2 separate regions of the Gossypium hirsutum genome follow, and region 2 is linked to region 1. The links are chromatin contacts, called in public Hi-C maps. All regions are on one chromosome and are shown on one strand. The core of a region is the stretch at or near the end of the contact, and the rest is flanking DNA. Distances in the headings are between cores, read along the strand shown.

What was found. Hi-C and Micro-C count contacts between places; a contact is called where the count stands out from the background.
Region 2: a contact with region 1 is called in a Hi-C map of leaf, with 2.0 times the contacts expected there. The contact joins the enhancer-like site here to the promoter of LOC107887265 in region 1. A contact is called at or near these places in 4 of 34 Hi-C or Micro-C datasets (all in leaf).

Annotation. Positions count from the first base shown.
Region 1 is chrA03:66,201,175-66,205,098 of Gossypium_hirsutum_v2.1, forward strand. It overlaps LOC107887265, which reads right to left and starts at 2,491. Exons shown (of 8, transcript XM_016811454.2): 1 at 2,265-2,491; 2 at 1,862-2,112; 3 at 1,614-1,685; 4 at 1,066-1,130; 5 at 703-859. The coding sequence starts at 2,107.
Region 2 is chrA03:66,271,008-66,274,708 of Gossypium_hirsutum_v2.1, forward strand. No RefSeq gene overlaps it. Among protein-coding and RNA genes, the nearest start is that of LOC107887268, 7.7 kb to the right of the region's middle. Within about 2 kb of position 1,509, at least 8 of the 9 cell types and tissues checked have an H3K27ac peak or open chromatin away from gene starts, as enhancers often do. A contact at or near this core is called in leaf, where this site is marked.

The DNA of each region.
Region 1 (3,924 bases), core at 1,241-3,740:
GATAAAATTGAAGAAAAAGAACAACATCAATCATTTTGATAGCCGACTCTTTATTAAATGGTCATGTAAGAAAATGAACTATTTTTAAATTTTAAGAAAATTTAAGGAATCAAAAGCAGTTATTCTCATGAAAAACTTCAACTGAGATGCTCGTCCACCAGGCAGAATCTAAATGGTTTTTCTTCAGGAATAAGAGTTGGGAGCTGAAGGCCCTAAAAGGATGTGGTATAAATCATTCTCTCCACTGTTATGTATAACATGCCTAGTTACAGAGAGAAAAGGGAAGGAACAAGAAGAGAAGTTGTGGACATGAAAAATCAGCTGAGGTGACCAATGTAATTGTGGCCCATGTGGAATTGCACCACAGCTCCAGTGGCTCAAGTTTCTACTTAGATAGAGGGAAGTTGGGAGCTGGAAACTGTAAAACAGTAAAAATAGGTTTCTCCACGGTTAATGCAATGAGTATGCCAGGGGGGAGATGAGAGCAATATCTACCAAAAAAATAAAGTTCTTCGAGTATAAAGCTCAAACACCTCAGCAAACTCCTTTCTCTAAATCAGTTCATCAAAATATGTCCTTGACGCATGGCTAATATACTAATAAGTAGAATTGATAATGGCCAATGGGTCCAATTTTGAGCAGTACATGTTAAACATGATAAGAAATTTAATATATCCAGCAGATTCAGAATTAAAAGCTTACAATTAGAGCAGCAGAACGGCAAAAGGCAGCTCCACTGGCATTTGATGCAGTATATTCATCATACTCAGCTTCCAAAATTTGCCGTTCTGCCTCTGCAATGGCCAAGAGGCGAGGATCACGCAAATCCACAGGGGTGCCAGAGATTGTCCAGCCTCCACTGTAAGACAGATACAAAAATTAAAACGATGGAATCTTCCAACCAGATTATACAGACTAATCTGTCAAGCAAGTTTAGATCAAAGTTTGTGATGGATGTCATGCTTGATAAATCTCATAGCATATGCTGATTTCATCTTTACAAGAAGTCCACCAAATACCAGCCATAGCATAGAAATGTCTTACATGTGAGACCATCTAACTTACCCAATATCAATAGCGGTTTCTTCAGTTTGGGGGCGAGGTGGAGCGATATAACCAGGTTGATAAGGCTGCACAGCAAATTAAAAGGATAGACTACATCAGCAAGGAGTCAAAACAACCAATAATCAATAGCCACTGAACAAGAAGTAAGAATTTAACATCATGATTAAAATCCATACTGTGTCTGACCAAAAAGTTGCTCATATTTAACCACTATCGTGATAAATTCTGAGAAGTAAAAAGAACTATGAAAGGAAAACTGCATGATAAACCAGGAATAACGAAACAAGGCCTTTTCCCATCAATCAAATGGTTTATTAATATTCTTCCTAAAAGCAGATGATACTTGATCACCCTATTCCACACTCATTTGCAACCGCTTACTTCAAAAGCCACAAACTTTCTTTTCTTACAGACACAAAAGGGCCTACAGGCGCTAGTTGAAAATCTTATGACAAATTAAAAGGATGAAATGAAGCTGCAGCAGGCAATGCATGTCTCTAAAACAAAATAACAATATCAAAATAAGGGACATTAAGGCAAGCATATACCTGATGACATATCTCGCAAATGATATCTCCTTTCTCGTTGCACCAATGTTGCACGCATTTCCTATGCGCATACTGCAATTTAAAACAGATGGCATTAATAATATCAAAGCAAGTAATGCTAATTTCGATATTTAGCTTAATTTTACGAGGTTCATTAAACTGCAAGCGGAATCTAGAAAGCTCTAGATAATACACTTTATATTAAAAAAAATTCTTAATCAATTTTTTAATAATAATAATAATATTACCTTGAGGCTGCCGCTGCAGGCACAAGGGGTCTCAAGATTCTCAACGGAATCTTCCTCCTGGCAAATGCGACACTCCGCCGTTTGAATGAGCGGCTCCTCTTCGCCGCCTCCACGGAAGATCTCCTTTTCCTTGGGCGAGCAGGATGGGCCCGAAATCTCCGTTGAGGGACCAGCCTCCGACTCCACCGGCTGTAACGGCACCGGCCTCACCAGACGATCCACATACAAAACCAGGTGATCACTCATAATTTCTGCAAAGTTAACAAAATATTTTCAATTTTCATTGCTTAATTCAATCCAAAAAATAAAATAAAAAACCCCGTAATCGCGCTGAGTAAGAGCAGCGAGTCGGAGGTTTCCAAATTGGAAAATGAGGGAAAATAATTCTTTGAAAAAAAATTACCTTTAGCGGACGAAATGGGGAATTTATGTTGGATGAAGGGAAGTAACGAAGAAATCGGGGAGAAATTTTCTAATTAAGCTTCTTTTGCTGCGAACGCTTCTTTGTTTCCTTTCTAAATTTCCAACGATTGTAGTTTTTCTTTGTAGGATTTTATTCTTTTTATCTTTTTTCTTTTCCAAATTTATGAGTTTAGCAGAGGATTCGAGGGTGAGAGACACGCTGACGTCAATGCAAACGGCTCTAAGGGTATTTTTGGAATTTAGAAGTCGCAATGCCATTGCGCGTTACCTAACAATTCTCTCTTATTTCGGTGGCTGTTCGACTGGTGTTGGCGGTTGAAACTGGCAACTTCCTCTTAAACATTAATTCAATTATTTTATCCATATTATCTATATTATTATTTAAATCTCTAACTAATTGAGTTTGTTAGTATAACTCAATTGAAAATTTATTATACTATCCTCACCTATTTTAAATAAATTATATTTTTAAATAATACTTTTGTCTATTTACATTTTAAATAAAACTTATAAAAAATTACAAATGATTAGATTTCAATGCATACCATTAATAAAGCTTAAAACCTCAATTTTACTAGTATAATCAATGTTTCTATACTATTATTTAAACCCCTGGCTGATTGAGTTAATGTCACGAGTCAACTAAAAATAACCTCGATTGAAAAATTATTGAGCTGAATAAGTTGTTAATATGCTAATAAAACAAAATCTGAATGTAAGTGACAACGAAAGTAGGCACCTTTGGTTGCATTGCGTAACACAATAAAAACATACAACAAAAAATTGTTTACATGTTTCAGTTTCCCTACATCTCAAAGCATGGATCGGTGAGATAAATCCATTATCCTTAAACTCAATACAAGAAGTGACTTGAGTCCTATCACACTCCAGTATAGTAAGCTCACTATCCAAAGACTAGATTTCTCAAATCTAAATTTTCCACCAAAAACTTAAGTTGTAAAACCAGAAAACAAACTGGTTTTACTATCTCAAATGCACTTTAGAAAAAAATGTCTCTCTATAAACCAATGAGTGCTTTCAATACTTTGTATATAAACATATACATCTCATAAATATATAAAAATTCAAGACTTACTAACATACTAGAAGTACTACAATTCAAATCCTTATTAAATAGCAGCTAAAATAGCTAAAATAATATACTAATTAAGACCAAAGTGGACTATTGAAAGATACATCTTTAGTGCTCTTGATTCAATCTCCATAAAAGTAAGGGGTTTGATATGTAAGATCTTATACTATTCAATTCTCAAAATGTGTTTCTCGAAATGAATTTATCTTCATTGACAAGCTTGTATACTTCAATAATATCAACATCGATTATAGCTCAATATTTTGTTTCCAAAAATTGCCAACATTCAAGTAAGACAACTAAATTGGTCGTCACAATGATGACTAAAGTGGACAATTCTATTGCCACATAGACAACTACTTCAAAAACTTACTTCAACAATATCCCTTTTGGAAACTTTTGAACAAAACCATGTAAACCAATAAGCTAATCAATGTAACAACCATAGTTTCCCCTCATCACAATTCTCTTAATCCAACATACTTAACTTAAAGTATAATTAAGCATATTAACCATCAATACTTTATTTTGGATTTGCATCAATAAT
Region 2 (3,701 bases), core at 259-2,758, 69 kb after region 1:
AAGAAGCCATACACGTTCATGTTCTAAATTTTAATAGAAGAAGTAAAATTATTAAGAGAATCACTCATATTACTAGAATACTTCCACTTCTCTTTAACGAAGGTAGGAAAAGTGTTGTGATGTGTCAATCCCGCTAAGAATCTGAAAGGCCTGCTTATGGAAACACCAAGATTTGGGTTAGTATGAAGTAAGATAGGCCGATGATCCGACTTAATATGAGTTAGGTGACGAACTAAACACTGTGGGAATGATAGCATCCATTCGTAGTTAACGAATGCTCGATCAAGTCTTACAAAAGTGTCACATCTTTGCCAAATGAAGGAGGGTCCACTAAAACCTAAGTCCTGCAAAGCACAAGAGTCAACAAAGTTACCAAAGGATTCACAACGTTTGCCAACATTAAATGGGCTTCTCTTATCCGAGGGAGATAAAATTGTATTAAAGTCTCCCATAATAAGCCACGGAATAGATTGAGATGGGGAAACAGCTTTCAATCTTTCCCAAAGAAGCTTTCGTTTCGACCTGTTAAGGCTACCATAAACAAAAAAAAATGAAAATAGAATTATTGAAGATAAAGTTATCGACACGGATGGAAATAAATTGAGGATGACTGCAAGTAATATGAACCTAAACAAAGTTCTTCCATCCAACCCATATGCCTCCTGAGAAATCGATAGCTTCAACCCGATGAGAGGAATTAAAGCTCAATTGGTCAATAATAGAATTGGCTTTATTACCACTTACTCTTGGTTCAACTAGACAAATAATATCTGGATTAAATTCAGAATTATATTCATTAAAAGCCTGAATAAATTTCCTGCTAGCACAGCCTTAATAATTCCATGAGAAGATTTTAAGATTAGCATTCATCAATAAAAATATAAAAATAAAAATAAAATAAAATGAAGAACAATTCAAAAATAAAACCAAAACCACTCAAACAAATTTTAAAAGAAAAAACTCATAAACCAATAAACCGCCTTACTGTCCAGGGGTTGAAGACCCCTCCATCTATCTATATTTTCTAGAAAAAATTCCATCATCATTATTCTCTTTGGAAATATTTGAAATGCTTTCAGCCAGTTGCTCCATGGGCTTTTTTAAAGAAACCCGAAGGGAACTATGATTCTTGAAACGCACATTGCTGCCTTGAAGACTCTTATTTTGTTTGCTAATTTTGCCTCTGATTCTTGTCCCTTTTCCCGAATCAAGAAATCCCTTTATCGACGATGAACTGCTTATGCGGATTACTTTTTGTTTATCACGAAAAAGTACTGCCGAATGCTTCCCCGAGTCCAGCCTACCAACATCAACTGCTTTTCCACTTTTGATCGGATCATTCAAAGACGGGGTGGAACTATTAATAGTAAATTCCTTCTCGGTAGGAATGGTCTGATATTCTCTACCTTGTTTTTTAGCGCCTATCGTTTTAGCAAGAACACTGTCAGTACCTCCAGAACCATCAGCACCCAGTTGGGTCTTTTGGATCTGATTCTCTTCAACCTGCGTTGTCTAATCCAGTAGAGTCCAGGCCTGGACTAGTGAGTTATCTCTTAAGACCAAACTATTAGAAAGTTTATCTGAACCTTGTCCTGAAGCAGTAGAAATAGTGTAGGTCTTGTTAGAATCCAAAAGCAGACCATTAGTTTTCTTGGTGGACGGGCTAATACCGCATTTGGGCCCTATCTCCTTGCCTTTATCATTACTAACAATTTTATTAATCTTATTTTGTCTATTAATTTGAACCCCGAGACTTTCCTCTATTGATCCTCCATTAAAATATTTTCCTCTCTAGCCTTCTGAATTTCAGATATATCCCTGATTTTTGGATCTTTAATTAATTCTCTATTTTCAAATCCACTGAGATTGAAGCTTTCCTTTTCCCTCCCAAGATTCTCATTTGATTTCTGCAACTCGATCATTGATTTAAGCCTAGATTTCCTTTCAACGATCATCGAAGGATCGTAGTTACCATCTTTCTTCTCAGTAGCTTCAAATTTTGGTACCTCGATTCTTCCACCGGCGAGTCTCCGTTCACTCTCATCGAAGCTTCAGCAACCTTAAAATTGCATATACTTTCCACATGTCCATACCTTCCACAATGAAAGCAGATTGTGGAGAGGGATTCATATTCAACTCTTTGTTCACGACCATTGATCAAGATTTGCGACACTAGAGGTTCATTTAAATTAATATACATCGCTAATCTGGAAAAACATCCCCTTGTTCTACTATCAGTGTTCATGTCAAGCTTGACCACTTTTCCCACAAGATTTTCGATATCAGTAATAATTTTGCGGTTGTAGAGATAACTTGGTAGAGCGGGAAATCTAATCCATGTCATCACAACACTTGGAAACGCCTGAGTAGGATCAAAAGCCATTGTCCAATGCTGGACAGTCAAGTATTGGCCAAAAATTATCCACGGGCATTCCGAGAGAGCCTTTTCACAGTCTATATAGTTTTGAAATTTGACTAAAAAGTAGCCATTCTCAATGTCCATCATATGAAAAGGGGCTGAAGGTTTCCATATAGAATAGATTTTATTCTGCAACACTGAAAAACCGATATTGCGACCAAGAATTTTCAAGATCACAGTATTGCGCATGCTTTGAATAAGGATCCGATGGATTCGATCAAAAAATATGATGGAAGGCATTCCATTCACAATAGTTTTTTGAATGTCACATTCTAAAATATCTATATTCTCCTTATCATTCGCTTCTTCAAAGCTACTCTTTGATGATTCACCGACTAGTATATCCCTCCACGAGGTATTCTAATTAGAGGTCAATTCAACCACCATGTCATTACTCTTTTCTACCTCTTTGTCTCTGAATTTGACCTTCTTGGGGCTCGTCTCTTCCACAGATAAATTTCTAGAAGCAGCAAAATCACCGAGAAAATTCATCTTTTTTCAAGTCTCTACTAAAAAATGGACAAACTAGTCCTTATGCATTAATAAAGTATAATTTCAAATATTACTTTTTATTCTTTATTATCACTCTATCTTCAAATACTTAAAAATCATTAATTTATAATTAATTTAATTTAAAAATGGTTAGATACATGATATTTAACAATAAAAATGCTCTCAAACTTTTCAACTTCCTAATTATTAGATATAAATATTGACATTTAATCTTTTTTAATGTTTCTTATCATTATTTTTTTTTAAATTTTAGGTTACATTTGCAAATTGTTGATTACCTCTCTTATTTGCCGTAATTTGATAATTCAAATTAGGCTTTCTAGAACACTTAATGAGTTTGTTCTCAAGCAATTTACGAGTCCTTTTTTTATACTTTTTTTGGTTTTTAGATTTCAATATTAATAATAGTTTTTATGTAGTTTTACCCCTTTTGAGACCCAAATTGGAAAAATAGTGTCATTGAGAATCTAATAGTGTGCTTGAGTTGTCTAGGAAGATGACAATGGCCAAACCTTGAAGAGAACAACATTTGACATGAGTGTCGCGACACTGAGCCTCCATGACCTCAAGGGTGCAAAACTTCAACAAGAAATCAATCTAGAGTTAATTGTCGAGAGTGTCACGACACTTAGGATGTTGTGTCGTGACACTGAGCCTCCATGACCTCAAGGGTGCAAAACTTCAATAAGAAGTCAACCTAGAGTTGATTGTCGAGAATGTCACGACACTTAGGATGTTGTGTCACGACACTGAGCCTCCATGACCTCAA